Linked DNA regions of Bicyclus anynana: region 2 is linked to region 1. A link is a contact called in public Hi-C data. All regions are on one chromosome and are shown on one strand. Each heading gives the region's core, a stretch centred on a gene start, on an enhancer-like site or on the middle of the called end of the contact. The rest is flanking DNA. Distances are from core to core; before and after follow the strand shown.

The links. Hi-C and Micro-C count contacts between places; a contact is called where the count stands out from the background.
Region 2: a contact with region 1 is called in a Hi-C map of whole body, with 1.7 times the contacts expected there. The contact joins the promoter of LOC112057897 here to the enhancer-like site in region 1. A contact is called at or near these places in 2 of 2 Hi-C or Micro-C datasets (whole body and whole larva).

What each region holds. Positions count from the first base shown.
Region 1 is chr14:1,601,799-1,606,996 of ilBicAnyn1.1, reverse strand. The region is part of intron 3 of LOC112057899; the gene reads left to right. Among protein-coding and RNA genes, the nearest start is that of LOC112057899, 12 kb to the left of the region's middle. Within about 2 kb of position 2,431, at least 7 of the 8 cell types and tissues checked have open chromatin away from gene starts, as enhancers often do.
Region 2 is chr14:1,671,607-1,676,804 of ilBicAnyn1.1, reverse strand. It overlaps LOC112057897, which reads right to left and starts at 3,235. Exons shown (of 10, transcript XM_052885635.1): 1 at 3,043-3,235; 2 at 353-482. The coding sequence starts at 3,050.

The DNA.
Region 1 (5,198 bases), core at 1,182-3,681:
GTGACATCACATTTCGTTGCTTTGTAAACTTACTCGTAATCCCGATAACTTATGTGGCTTAATATCATCAATATGCAATAGTAAACCTGGAGTCAGATATATATAATAAATATAGTGACCGTTTCAAAATCTATATTTCTATACTAATATTATAAATAAGAAAAGTAAGTCTGTCTGTCTGTCTGTCTGTTACCTTTTCACGGCGAAATGGCTGAACCGATCAACATCAATTTTGGTAAATGGGACTTAGGAGCAAAATATAGGGTACTTTTTGACACTAAAAAGGGGGTGAAATAGGGGTTGAAAGTTAGTATGGAAAGTCCTTCATTTTTAGAGTTACAGTTTTAAAAATTTATTCATAAATAAGGAAAATATACGAAATATAACGTGACTCAAGAATTTTTAAAATACAACCCCTAAAGTGGTGAAATAGGGGTTGAAAGTTTACATTGATTACCACGTGGCCAAAGAAATTGAGAATAGAAATGTTGGTTCTGTATTCCGTCCAAGGAATCCTCAACAAACGTCTCCAACACCACATATCCAGGGCATGTGAGACTAATCTCATGAAACTTGAACGTATGGTTTCCTCGCGTATGTAGAAGAACAATATAATTGATCTCGGGTGTTTACGCCGCTCTGTTTGCTTTGCATTTCGGAACAATGCTGCGGCACTACATTAGGTACCTTGTTTAATTTGTGTAACTTGTATAATTTGCGTCCCATTATTTAGGTTAGTTTTGTCATAACATTTAGGATTGCAACGCCTAAATTTTGGCTAAGAGGCTTTTTATTTATTTGTATACCACATATAATACAGACTTTCTTGATGAATACTGTTTACCAATAAAGAAATTAGAAATGAAGGTAGGTAAAATATAATTATAAATAAAGCTTAAAATATAATTTATTTTCATCAATTTAAGAATAAGTTGATTTTAATTATTATTAGGTGTGAAATGACTAGTGATTTATACCCTCATTTTTAATTTGTTTGTTGGTAAACAGTCCTCATCAAGAAAGGCTGTAGTATAGAATAGGTAGGTACAGAGATTTATTAAATATTTTCCTAAAGTAATTAAAAATAAATAACACTCCAGTATTATGTTTGTAAAGAAATATACAATTAATATATCTGTCCTGGCAAACGTTGTTCTGATATATTTTTATAGAAAATAAAAATAAAATCACGGTTAAAAATGGGTATGAGGTAGGAATATGTGAATGAAATAGCTATTCATTACGAAATCGTACAAAAAAAATCAAAAAATCGGTTAAGCTGCCTCTAATATATTAGAAAACATGAATACCTAACCTAACCTTTCATAATTCAAACCATAAAATGACTCAGTATAATTTAATACTTTGTAATAACAATTTAATTACATCAACCTTTTGTAACGACCAAATTCCTTTACATATTATAAGAACCTAAAAACAACTTGTTTTTAAGAAGCCATTTTTTAACAAAACTAGATTTTAATTTGGATGATTTCATCTGGTGGAATTTTTGAGTCATCGCTTATTTTTTGTACAGTTGACAAATTATATTATTTTTCTCACTAGGTATAGAATAAAATAAAACTTGAGTATAAAGCTTCGTACACACCGGCGTATTCATCCGAACCGGTAGTGAGGAGTCTGTGTCCAACATGGACTCTAGCTTATAGAAAAAGGACGTGTTCAAAAATTATCGTATAAAATGCTAATCTGAAACCGCATTAAGCCTGTGTATACGCGGTCTGGGTTTAAAGCCATGCTACACATCAATTCTCTATCTACAAACACTAACGCTTCGAAAACTAAAAAAATGTAAAGAGGTTACATTCGTTATCTATCAGTCACGTGATCAACCTATCAATAATTTTTGCCATTCCCAATCATCTTTTGGTTTTCGAAGCTTTTGTAGAAAGAGAATTGATGAACTTGGCTACAATCCTTTGTTTTATGTAGCGTGCATGCAAGCGCTTTTGCAGATTGCATACGCTCAGAAAAAGCTCTGAAATTGCACTAACAAGAAAATCTTAATGCATTCATTTTCACACACAGATATGGGTTTTAATAAGTTGACTTCTACTGTCCAATAGTCTATCACCCCGTAGTGTCTATAGTAGGTAATACAATATTTAAGCCGCCTTTATTTACCTTAAAGGATATATCGTTTAAAATGTGGTCTTAAGTTAGGTTTTTCTTGTGCCCTTTACTTTTCGATCGTAAATAACTTAACTCGTAAATCCAGGCGTTGTGTACGTACCATACCAAAAGAAATGCCTTTGTGTCTTGTTAAAAAGATCATAAATTCCACAGACAGCATTTTAATGTAAATTAGTAGAGCCATCGGAAGAATTCATGCGTACCGTCTGACCACGTACGTCCTTATAAGGTGAAACTGTGGGTAGATGTACAATTAATGAGACACGCCTTGCGGCCTTGACCTTTGCAACACTATACCACACTATACGTTACACGATACATGATAAAATGCCTGTTAAGGTGGTGTCAGACTAACTTGTAATTGCAAGATTTATACCGGAACCTTTACTTCTGTACTAATGTCATAAAGAGGTAATTGTGGTATTGTAGAATAATCTCTGGATTTACTGAACTGATTTTGAAAATTCTTTTACCACTAGAAAGCCACGTTATTTGTGAGTATTAAAGATCATATTTTATCCCCTTATTCTCACTGTAACGGGAACTACGCGGGTGAAACCGTGGGGATAAATCAATAATGAATGTCATTACAGTTTATATTTTGCGATGACCAAATAATTCAGGTAAAATTGCTTTACAATATTTAAATATCACGACATCTTTTGTAAATAAAATATGTGTTAAGAAAGTTTTCTCAGCTCTGAAAGCTTCAGCTCTCTACGCTTTCACTACACTGTGAGATTTTCGGATAAAAGCAAAATAAATTTGTTATTCATAGTATTTTATCACCTACCACATTAAACGCAATATTCAAAATTGCATTTACAACTACAAAAAGTACAAAGTCCTTGGTTTTCCTATTCCTGATACATTGCAAGGATTGGATAGAAGCAGGCGTTACTTTGCGGAAGTTCATCTATACTATCTATACTAATCTATACTCTATACTAATATTATAAAGAGGTAAAGTTTGTAAGTTTGTAAGTTTGTCACATTTTTTAAATGGGGTAATCTTCGGAACTACTGGTCCGATTTTAAAAATTCTTTCACCAATAGAATGCTACATTATCGGGGAGTGCTATAGGCTATATTTTATATTGGTATCATATATATTAGCCGAGTTATCACAGTTTTTGTCATACAGGTCGGACTAAAAACTTTTTAAACAGACTTATTCGCATGCGCTGCCTTAACCATTGTGTAAAATTGAAATTAATGTATAGAGACTTTATGTATCTTTAAAAGTTCTACAAAAAAGTCCGCGACGCCATATATCTATCTTCTATATATTAGCAGATATAGTACCTTTTGTGTTTTAAAAATTATTAATTTTATATACTTAGGATTACGTCATTATTTATACAACTAAACTTTAATCCTTATTAAAATAAATTGTTTAATAATCTCAAGAATATTATGGAGATAAGATTTGCCCTTTACAGTATGTTAATTACTTAAAAAGTTTCGGAGATAATACAACATTTCTAAAAGACGCAGTAATTCCGCTATATGACGCCCGGCGCTTTCATTTACGTAGTTCCCGTTCCCGTGTGAATATGGGGATCAAACATAGCCTATAACACTCGCAAATAACGTAGCTTTCTATTGGTAAAACAATTTTTCAAATCGGTCCAGTAGATCCAGAGATTACCTCCTACAACCACACGAACTTTACCTCTTTATATTATTAGCATAGGAGTCTCTATTTCTCTTGGTCATACCACCACTCTCGAAAGACTGGACCGATTTTGCTAGGGGTAGGAGTAAGATAGAGAAGTTACAGGGTAGGGTAGGGTATGGGTAGGGAAGCGTAGGGGTAGTGTAGGGGTAGGGTAGGTTTAGGGCCGGGTTTAGGGTAGTGGTAGGGTAGAGGTAGAGATAGGGTAGTGGTAGGGTAGAGGTACGGGTAGGATAGGGAAGTGGTAGGGTAGGGGTAGGATAGGCGTGAGATAGGGGTACGGGTGGGATAGGGGTAGGAAAGGGATAGGGTACGGGGAGGGTAGGTGTAGGATGGGGTTAGGGGTAGGATGGGGGTAGGGGTAGGATGGGGGTAGGGTGTAGGTAAGCTATGGGTAGGGTAGGGGTAGGTTGGGGTAGAGTAGGGGTAGGGTGGGGGTAGGGGTTGGGTAGGGGTAGGTTGGGGTAGAGTAGGGGTAGGGTGGGGGTAGGGGTAGGGTAGGGGTAGCAGTAAAGTTGACATCGAAATTAACGCGGACGAAGTCGCGGGCGTCCGCTAGTCATGATTATATAATGATTTATTTATTTTGCTATCATCCGCGAAAAGTCGATAAGTCAGGATATGTTGACTCTACAACGTGCAATTGCACGTTGTAGAGTCACCATATCCTGAGGATGCTCCGGTTTCGGGGTGAAACGTACGTAGAGAGTATTTTGCCGGACCTGGGTGACGTTGTCGCATGGGTTCGTCGACTTTTCGCGGATGATAGCAAAATAAATAAATCATTATATAAACATTGCAAGGATCTGAACTGAAATACTCTTTCAGCTTCCATTTTCCCTACCACCTTTCAGGCAAGCGCATTTTAATAATAAAATAAAATTTAAATGGCTTAATCATCGCTTAACATCATATGCGTAATGACAGTCTATCGAAGCCTTTATCATGAAAAAAATCGCATGAGTTTGTTAGGTACTATATACATAGATTATGGTGGCGATACACAAAAACGGTCATCTTAAAAGCTGTATTTGTATATGTTCGCCATAAAATTTACATATTTTTTTCTTTTAATGATGAACATTTTGCACACGTCGCGTAGATAATAATCAGTATTATTTATTACTATTCTTTAAACAGATTCTATACCAACAATTATCTTCGTATAATTTAGTTATCTTTATGACAGACGTCCACTAATCCGCATCGAACGGACTTTTTTTTTTATTCTTTACAAGTTAGCTCTTGACTAGAATCTCACCTGATGGTAAGTGATGATGCAGTCTAAGATGGAAGCGGGCTAACTTGTTAGGAGGAGGATGAAAATCCACACCCCTTTCAGTTTCTACACGGCATCGTACCGGAA
Region 2 (5,198 bases), core at 1,986-4,485, 69 kb before region 1:
TCATCTCTCTGTACCGAGTGTAGGACACGAACACACCTGTCCGGCGAGGGCCAGCCGCTGCGTGTCCGACACCCACCCCGGGTGGAAGTAGAGCACCGCGTCGGCCGGGTCGTCCTCCTCCGCCACGCAGCACGCGGTGTCGTACACGAACACTATCATCATCTCTCTGTACCGAGTGTAGGACACGAACACACCTGTCCGGCGAGGGCCAGCCGCTGCGTGTCCGACACCCACCCCGGGTGGAAGTAGAGCACCGCGTCGGCCGGGTCGTCCTCCTCCGCCACGCAGCACGCGGTGTCGTACACGAGCACTATCATCATCTCTCTGTACCGAGTGTAGGACACGAACACACCTGTCCGGCGAGGGCCAGCCGCTGCGTGTCCGACACCCACCCCGGGTGGAAGTAGAGCACCGCGTCGGCCGGGTCGTCCTCCTCCGCCACGCAACACGCGGTGTCGTACACGAACACTATCATCATCTCTCTGTAATAGACATAAAATCTTAACATTTTTGTGTATGTCCCCCTATCCACTATAAAATAAGTAAAATAACCAAAATTTCTTTGATTGTTTAATATATTTACATAAATCGCACAAAATATATTTTTAATTAGCTTTTTAGTGTCCATGTGAAATTCAGTTTTTCATAAACCAAATCATGTATTTTTTCAGCAAAAAAGTAGCCATTAAAACCGGTTCAGCTGTTTCATAAATTAGCCCAGATAGACAAACAGACAAAAATTTTAAAAATGTATTTTTGTCTGTTTGTCTATCTGCCTTTGTGTTTTGGTATTGCGTAAACAACTATAATCAGTTGATAAACATAGTTAAATCTTGAAATCACAGATACTTCAATTTAATTATTTATTCATGTATTTGACTGGGACTATCGGTTATTATTAGCAAAGGCCAAACTCTTCAACATTCTTGGATCTTGTAAAATACATTAAAATTTTTATACTTTACAGAAATATTTAAAAAAGATTTCGTAATTAGTACTATAAGTACAAAAAAGTACATATGATATGCAGAAATAAATTGGAATAGTTAATCCTGTTATACAGACAGAATGTGAATCCAATTACAAAAGGAAATGAGGTAATACCACTAGAGTACACTAATTCATTTAGACAGGAACTAAAATACACAATATGCATACCTAATATTATATACATATATATAACGTAACACATTGAATACATATAATTTGAAAATAAATTATTATAATGTATAGACATACAAAATTTGCTTTGAAAACTAATATATACATATAAAAAAAACTAAAGACCTACATTCTGAAAATTAAAAAGAAGATTTAGATATTTTCTAGTATATAAAACAAATAGCTTTAGCCTTGAATCGTTTTGGATATCATTGTGAATACAAACAGATATTTCAAAATTTTAATAATCATCAATATTTTTATATGTCATAGTCTTCTTTTATTACCACCTATAAATTTTTAGTTACTTATAATACATATATTTAATATTGATACACACAACTTTACTAATAAATATTAAATTTGTCTAGACATATACAATTCAAATCTGTTTTAAAACCAAATTATATTCAGAACTATCAGAACTCCCGGTTTCACCTGTGTAGTTCCCATTAACGTGGAAATATGAGAGCAAACAATATCATTAATTATTCACTATCTATGCAGCTTTCCATTGGTGAAAGAGTTCTCTAAATTGGTCCAGAAGTTTTTATGTTTATATGTTACATACAAAAATACAAATCTTACCTCTTTATAATATTAGTGTAGATTACACTAATATTATAAAGGTGAATGTTTGTATTTAAGTGTGTATACTTGTCAGTCCTTAACATTGCAACTACAAAACGTTACATTTTTTTTTACAAGTTAGTACCTGATGGTAAGTAATGATGCAATCTAAGATGGAAGCGGGCTACTACTACTAGCACTACTACTGGTTAGGAGGAAAGTGAAATCCACACACTTTTTGGTTTCTAAACATTATACCGGAAGGCTAAATCACTTGGGTGTTACAGAATGGAGATAGATTAGACCCTAAATTAGCACTGAGATATACTAAATCTTACCATGTTTATCCCTGGCAAATCCAGGTTAACTTTTTTTGTGAAAACACTAAATACAGATAAACACATCTGCAGTAATAATTCTAAGTATATAAATTTTAGATTTTCCTGAGAATATGTAAAAATAGAATACTTGTTTCATTTGAATATAAATGATTGCATTTTAGTTCGAATTCATTCAAATAACCTTCAGAAACAACTAAATTTAAATGTTTGGAAAATGTCACTATTTAGAATATAGTTGAGCGAGGCTGGTGTGCCTTGGTTGTAATCAGAATTTGTAAAATGACCTAATTAACCAATATTGAAGGCCATCCCTATTAATAATATTAAGTGACCCACTTCAAAAACATCACTATCTGTGCCCTGTGCTATACCTAATTGAATAAGCCATATTTTTTAGTTAATATTGCACTTTACTTTTTAAAGCGTAACTGTGCATATGAGTATCTGAGCTTTTTATATCTTATATTTCAATAAGTTTTGAGATTTATGAAATAAAATTGTAAATTATGTAAACAATAGTAGTGTTTGTTTACAGAACTAAGAGACATTTAAATAATGCAATTACAATTATATCCATAGTAAATACCTGTAAATTACTAAAGCATTACTAAAACATTGGTAACAACTCGAGAAGTGAAAGTTGTTAAATTGATGCCTTTTTAATGATATACATAACCACTGAAGAATTTCTCTCACTGAAGTCTCCCATTATTTTAATTAATATTTGTTTATATGTACCTACTTATAGATAAAAACAAATTGCATGAGCACACTTACTTTTCTGTATTTATCGAAAGAAACATTACGAACGAATGAGCGACTTCAAAAATCGAACAAGATAACACTTCAATGGTTTTGTAAATTGATATTTTATGGATTCTAGTATTTCTCATGAGCTCGACCGCAGAATTGTCGATGTCTAGCCTTAGCTAATCATTGCATCTACTGAAATTAAATATAATACACTTACTTTGCCATTTTGATAGATTTTCTGTAATCTCTTGCTACTCAGTTTCAGAATACAATTTCAGAATTGCAACATGCTATAGCGTTCCAAATATAGGAAAGGAAATCGATTACAGGGCGCGTAATATTTTCATATTGGAACGATCATACTCTTGGGAAAATTATAACTTCCAAAAACACAACCACTTCGATCACTGTTTCTTGACAGAGTAAAAAAATTTAATTAATTAAAATGACATTCATATCTGTGTTGCATGTTAAAATCTAAATACAAAATTTGTTGGAGGCAACACTGATTAAGTAAACTCTTAAATAGATGGCAGCACTTAAAAGTTCGAGTGGTTCATTTATACGATAGTACGGTGAAGAAATATAGAGATTCGCCAAGAGATGGCGCTATATTAAAAATGTTTTAATATGTATTTTCCGAATGCTGCGTCCTCGTTTTGTGTAAAACCCAAGTACAATTTTTTTTATAAAATATTTTTTGTCATTAAAAAACTGTATTTTTGTCTTACAATGTAAGTATATATACATATATACATACATACATAGGTACCTATAATAATGATTAACAAGGTGTTAGGAATGTAGGTAATTGTAGGTACGTAACTATAGTTATCTACGTATCATAATCTTATATTAAAACTCGATTAGGCTTGAGGTAATTTTATATTTATTCCTATCTTCTACTACATAAATAAATAATTATTATTTGCTTAGTATTTAATTAATATTCAAAGGCTTCAACGTTTATTTAACCGGATATCCGGTTCCTTTTTGACATTCAAAAGTGCCGTGCGCGGAATTTATTAAAATATCAACCTGTTACTTTTTAGAATTGTTATAAGTAAATATCTAAGATTCGATCACCACTAAAACAATAACCAAATATTTCACCATTGAATCTTGTAAAGAGAAAACAAGATATATATTGTATTTCTTATTACTTCTTTTGCCTTGTAATGCTGAATGCCCGAGTTCAGCAATGGGCCTTAAACCCATCAAGGTTTGAGGGAGGTTTCAGGATTGAAATAAAATTCCAATAACTCCACGGTAAATTTTGCTAACAGTACCTGTACTACTACTAGAGGGGTACAAGAAAATTAACAAAATATGACACATTTACACATCATAGCGTCTCGCAGTTACCAAATAGTTAATAAAAAAGGACCTAAATGTAAATAATTACATGTTTTGGAACTGCGTGATTTCTGCCTCTCTGCTGGCTGAGAGGATGGTGCAGAGGGCGAAATTCTTACCTAATTAAATTAGTATAGGATAATTTGAATGTATTATACAGCAATAAATATTATTTTAAAGTCATTTCAGTTATCAAATTTGATAAATCTATTTTTTGGAGAAGAAATTTTTTATTGTGTATAATCTGTTCGTATAGTGCATACCCTAGTTAAAAACATTGTGCACGCCACTGCTTTAGATATAGGTAATAATTATAGGTAGGTATTTAGTGATTATTATTTAAGTAGTAATATGAATCACAGGCCCATTTGGTAAATTCTAATTGCTAATCATGAAATATCAAGACTTTTAAATGTACCTTCAATTAATAATAGATCTAGTTAATTCAACCAGTTTTTGCGACGCAAATTCTCTAACGACAAATGGGCATAACAATTATATTGTAGGTATATCAAGTCTGTTGAGGACAAAATTGGCAATAATATGCCAATAATATATGCTAATTTAATTTGACTTATGAAACTAAATGACTGTGTTTTCGTAGAAATTTTAAATTTCCATGATAATATACAGGATGTCTCGTAATTAATAGGTAAGACGCAAATGGACGCAACACATCACCTAATTGTCAAAACTATGTAATTTGACTAGTTTTATAAATTTCCCTGGGTTGACTATTTTCTGTTTTTTTGGGTTTAAATTTCTTAAACTTATCTTTCTGAAATCGATTCTCTTGAAAATTGCATTCTAAAGAACAATTTCCGTCACGCAAAACTTGTGTTTCCCTATAAATTCAAATAGGGGAGCCGAAGAAGGGATTTTTGCAGTTACTCGAGCGCGGCGCGCGACATAAGGGACTATACCTTGCACGTTGTTGAGTACCTCCACCAAGTATGAGCCAACTAGCACGTCAGATTAAGATAAGGTAGGTGAGATGATAGCTAAAAACTGCACATT